Linked DNA regions of Gossypium hirsutum: region 1 is linked to region 2. Evidence: chromatin contacts called from public Hi-C data. All regions are on one chromosome and are shown on one strand. Each heading gives the region's core, a stretch centred on a gene start, on an enhancer-like site or on the middle of the called end of the contact. The rest is flanking DNA. Distances are from core to core; before and after follow the strand shown.

Region 1 (2,700 bases), core at 60-2,559, 170 kb before region 2:
AAATTATGATTTGGTCCTTGTACTTTATTTAAATTAAAATTTTTAAAATTAAATATTTAGCATAATTTAATCTTAGGCTATTGTACTATAGCTAAATTATCACTTTGATACTTGTATTTTTTATTATTATCAATTTGACTATTGTACTTTTTTTTATTAGTTTGGCCCCTATATTTTCATTCTACAATCCTGTTTAAAAAAAATTCAAAACATCAATGACACGCTGCCATGTGTCAAGAAAACAATAAAAATTTCACTTAAATTTTTTTAAAAATATAACAAAACTAAAAGTCATTAAAAATTCAAAAAAATCCAATAAAATCTTTAAACTCATAAAATTATAAAAATAAAAACTAAAAAAAATTATGATCTATTTTTGAAAATTATAAATGTGCATAACTTAAAATTTTCATAAAAACCATAAAATTCTAAAAAAAAATCAAAGAACCTAAAATTCCAAGCAAATGATTTTTTTTTTGCAGTTTCGCATATTTATAATTAAAAAATATTTATTTATAATTTCAAAATTAGATTGTGATTTTTTTAGTTTTTTTAATAATTCTAAGTTTTAATATTTTTTGGGATTTTTTTTCTATTTTTTTTAATTTTTAAGTGATTTTTATTTTTACTTTTTATTAGCACGTGGTATGGGTACCGTGTCATTGATTGGTTTAATTTTTTTTAATTGAAATTTGGTTTGGGATAACAAGCTATATAGAAGGAAAGTAAAGGGACCAAATTGAAACAAAAATAAAGTAAAAGGACTAAACTGATAAAAGAATATTCAAGTACCAAAGTAATAATCTAGTTATAGTACAAGGGTCAAAGAAGATGTTAAGCCTTGATTTTATTTTATTAAATAATTAATTTTGTTAAAATATTAACTTGAAAATTTTTAAACGACGGGTTAAAAATCGAAGTTTTTTTAATAAAAACCTCATGAGCGTAATTAGTGATATAATTTTAGGTTCTTTTAATTTAAAGTATTCAATTTAAGTCTTTTTTTTAACAATTTCTTTACTTTTACCTCCCCAAGCTTTTAAAATTTTATTTTAGCCCCTCTAATACCAAATTCTTGACTTTAACTCTGAAAAAATTCTCTGAAAACCTTTAATGTCTAAGATTTGAGTCCTGCTATATGTGTGCCTTATTTCGATATTATTTCGGTTTGTCAACCCGGTCATAATTATTTGAATATGTATTATTTATACTTGCAACTACAGTTTTATTTGTAACTTCAAAAAACAAGTTTATACCATATTAAACTACGATGACTATATCTCAAAATCAAGCATAGTAAATGGACTAAAACCAGAATTTAACCTTTTTTCCTCAATGGCAATAGCAATGGTGGACATGTGCATACATACACACATAAACAACTAAAAAGCTTTAAGAAAGAAAGGAAAAAAAAAACCAAGATCCACCTTTCTCTTTGGATTTTCATCTGCACTCTGTAAGTTCTATTAATTGCCCTGTTTTTCTTCAATAATTGATTTGATTAATCATGTTAATCGTGTTTTTTTTATTAATTCCATAATATTTTGATTGTTACAGTGGAGCAGATTCAGTTCCCCCTCCCCCCAAAATTTAGGGTTTCGATTTGTTGTTTTTTTAATTGGAATTAATTGTTATTGCTACTGTTTAATTTGTGAATAATATAAGTAATAATTATGAGAGAAATTGAGGATTCCTCCAATTTGTTTGGAAAATGGGAAGAAGAGCTGCCGTCGCCGGAGGAGCTTATGCCTCTTTCACAAACCCTAATTACCCCTCACCTTGCCCTTGCTTTCGACATCTCGAATCCAAACCACCGTCAACGGAAACACCCGCCGCCGCCGCCGCCTCCCCCGGCTGAATTCGCCGGTGATTCCGGGGACTTGGGATCCGGAGCGGGCGGTGACGAGCCGGCGCGAACACTCAAACGGCCTCGGCTCGTCTGGACCCCGCAGCTCCACAAGCGATTCGTTGACGCCGTGGCTCATTTAGGGATCAAAAACGCCGTCCCAAAGACCATAATGCAGTTGATGAGTGTTGATGGGTTGACCAGAGAGAACGTCGCTAGTCATTTACAGAAATATCGCCTCTATTTGAAGAGAATGCAAGGGTCCGGCGGTGGCGGTGCAAACGGCGGTGCTGCGTCTGATCCGGCGACTGACCATTTGTTTGCCAGTTCACCCGTTCCTCCTCACTTCCTTCATCCTAGTAAAGGTAGCTCAGAGCCTTTCGCCCCATTTGTATCAGTTCCAGGACTACAACACCATTACCAACAACAGCAACACCAGCTAGCGGCGGCGGCCGCAGTCGGGCATCCACATTTGCTAACTCAGTATCAAAAGCAGATAGGGCATTTTGGGTCATCACCAAATGGTCAATTGGAGCATCCCTTCTTAGCCAAGCAACCACCACCATCAATCCGTAGAATGGGAGGTACACCCTCACACAATCAAGTACCAAATAATTATGTTGAAGATTTGGAATCTGCCAATGGCAATGGTGGAATGAAGGTATTAACTTTATTTCCACCAAGGGATGACTGATTCAAAAAAAAAAAAAACTAATTATTGAGTGTCATTGAAACTTTTCGTCTTTTATGTGATTAGTCCTTTTGTTTATGTTTTTCATCATATATAGGGTCTTTGATGCATGGATATTTGGGAAATCAGCTCATGTTTACTTACATTTAGGTGTTTGCTTGTC
Region 2 (2,885 bases), core at 36-2,535:
AAGACCATATATCACTTCCTTGTATTCGAAGCAACAAACATTTTCGTCATGATTTCCAACGAAAACCGACTAATATCGGTGGCTGAACTGCTTGAGCTCTAGGAAATCCCAAGGTCACTCGATAGGGCAGAAAGTGCATGAGACGTCAAGGTCGAACTCGCATGAAAAACAATGGTAAACAAACCCGTTGCAAGATTCATCACAAAAATCATAGACATTCGACTTATTGAGTAGGGGGATTAGGTTGGACTGAACAATGGTTTCTCACAGACTAATCAATCTCTTTGCCTCCAACATGGTTTTTGGTGAAGATCAATGGATGTGTGTGGCTAAAATGTTGCAGATTCAAATCTCTCAGTCTTCTTGAAAATAAAAAAATATTTTTATTATATAAATTAAATTCAGGCTAGATCTAGTTGACTCGATACACAAATTTCCTTGTCCAAAACCATCTTAAGTCGAACCAAGCCTACTGGACAAGTCTATATGCAAGTACTACATTTCATAAAGACATATTCTCTCTACTATCTAGGATCAATTAGAGATATTCATACACACTGAGTTTAGTCAGGTTCATATATAACATAAAATCTATATATAATTATTTGATCCAACTACCGTATTTAAAAATAATTAACTTAATCCCATATAAATTCATTTATATTATTTTTAAATTTATTTTTATTTAATATTTATAAATAATTAAACTAAACTCATTTAACTCTATTTATATAGAAATTTGCTAAACCAAGATCGTCTGTCTATATATTTTTTATTTTTAAATATGATATTCATTATTTACTATTTTGCCATTTCATATATTTCATATATATATATATTTGGTAGAACCATTTCGTATATTTTTAGTAAATTAAAAAAAAAACCTGTACGAATGTTTTCGTTTTATGTTATTAGCGTATTAAGTGTTGAAATTTAAAGGCTAAAGATGTTTGAATTTTGATTTACAAATTTACGATGTTTAAAATTATTTTATGTAAAAAAAACTATAAAAGGGAAGGGGAAGGAGAGCTTTGGAGAGGGGATGAGAATAAAGAGAGGGTCATAAAATAAAGATCTTAACAATTGAGTGATTTAATTGAAAACTTTCGAATAGTTTAGTGACAAGTTTATAACTTTTTGAAGTTGAGTGATCAAAATATAAAATTATTAATAGTTTAGTGACTTTGAGTGTAATTTATCCCTAAATTTAATTATAAAACATTTTCTAAAATAATAAATTAACCAAACCGAAGGAATATTAACCTTTAAAAAAGATCGGACCGCTATCCGGACCGACGGCATTAGCACTTTTTAGCTTTACCCATCAATTTTTGTTCTTTTTTTCAATTTTTCCATTGAGCTAAACAAACGCAATCTAAATCCATAAACACGAAATAACAGCAATTCACTCAAATAATTCCGTTAAATTTCATTCATGTAAACAAATAAGCTTCCATTTTTTTCTAATTTTTTTTCCAATTTTTTTTCAATTTTTTTTTGGAGTGGGAAATGGCACTGAGTAATTTGACGTTGGCTCCTATTGTTCCTCCTTCTTCTTCGTCTTCTTGTTGTTGTTTCTTCATTCGTAGCTCTAGTTACTGTGAGGTTTCAGGTTTTGAAACCCTAATCAAATCAAACGGCTACCGTTTTCCGACCGTGAGAAGCCGATTTCAGTCCGGTGCTATCGACACTCGTGGCGTCGGCATTGTGGAGAACAACAACAACGCGGCGCCTGTTTCGTCTTCTCCTTCTTCCTCCGTCGTTGGAAACGCGGTCGTTGACATACCGGTTAGTTGTTACCAGCTGATCGGCGTTTCGAGTCAAGCTGAGAAAGATGAGATTGTGAAGTCGGTGATGAATTTGAAGGGCAGTGAGGTTGATGATGGTTATACTAGTGACGTTGTCGTTTCTCGTCAGGTAAAACTATCGAAGAAATCGTTTTTTTTGTATTTTTAAATATTTTTTATTGTTTCAGTGTCGTTTCACTCTTTATTGTAGGAGATTCTGATGGATGTGAGGGATAAGCTACTTTTCGAAACGGAGTACGCTGGAAATGTGAAGGAGAAGATTCCGCCGAAATCATCTCTTCAAATTCCATGGCGTTGGTTGCCTGCTGCTGTTTGCCTTCTTCAAGAGGTGCAATTCTCTAATTTGTAGTTATTATAATTAGGTGATATTGTTAATTAGAGTATTTGGGTGATATTGTTGAACATTTAGAGAAATAATGTTCGATTTGCATTTGAATGTAAAAGTAAGTGCTAGAAGTTATTAAATTTAAGAAAACAGTGTTCATGGTTACCACTATGTTTGAATTGGTGTTATATTTTAGTCATTTGGTCCTTATAAAACAAGTGTGACTTCACATTCTATTTTGTGCTTTTGCTTTAAAATTTTGAGGAAGCATTGCAAAAGGTAATAAGCTAATGAGACCTGGGATTTCATATTTGCTCGTTATGTTTAAGAAAATTTTAAATAGGCTAATTGGCTTTCATAAAACATTAGTGAATGGCTAAAAATGTACAAGTATAACAGATAGTCAAATGTAATTGTTGCATATCAAGTTAAAATTGTACATTTTGTTATTAATAAAGTTAAAATTTTAACTTATTATTATTCAAAAATCATATCATCTAAATTTACATATTTATTTATTTGCTTTTGGAAGTATACCGTAAGTAGCAAAAACATCTTTTTTCTGCTTGGATAGATAGAACTGATATGGTATGGGTTTCTTGTGTATTAGGTTGGAGAAGAGGAGCTTGTCCTTGAAGTTGGGAGGGCAGCTATTCAGCGTACAGATGCTAAGCCATATATTCATGATTTGCTTTTATCAATGGCACTTGCTGAGGTGAGATAAATAGGTGAAGAGCTTAGCATCTTTTACC

Evidence for each region. Hi-C and Micro-C count contacts between places; a contact is called where the count stands out from the background.
Region 1: a Hi-C map of leaf shows a contact between it and region 2, with 2.0 times the contacts expected there. The contact joins the promoter of LOC107925710 here to the promoter of LOC107943042 in region 2. A contact is called at or near these places in 2 of 34 Hi-C or Micro-C datasets (both in leaf).

What each region holds. Positions count from the first base shown.
Region 1 is chrD11:69,414,146-69,416,845 of Gossypium_hirsutum_v2.1, reverse strand. LOC107925710 (transcription factor MYBC1) reads left to right here and starts at 1,309. Exons shown (of 3, transcript XM_041105083.1): 1 at 1,309-1,456; 2 at 1,558-2,430; 3 at 2,635-2,700. The coding sequence starts at 1,674. The coding sequence ends at 2,687.
Region 2 is chrD11:69,246,909-69,249,793 of Gossypium_hirsutum_v2.1, reverse strand. LOC107943042 (plastid division protein CDP1, chloroplastic) reads left to right here and starts at 1,285. Exons shown (of 12, transcript XM_041105067.1): 1 at 1,285-1,917; 2 at 1,999-2,136; 3 at 2,744-2,848. The coding sequence starts at 1,510.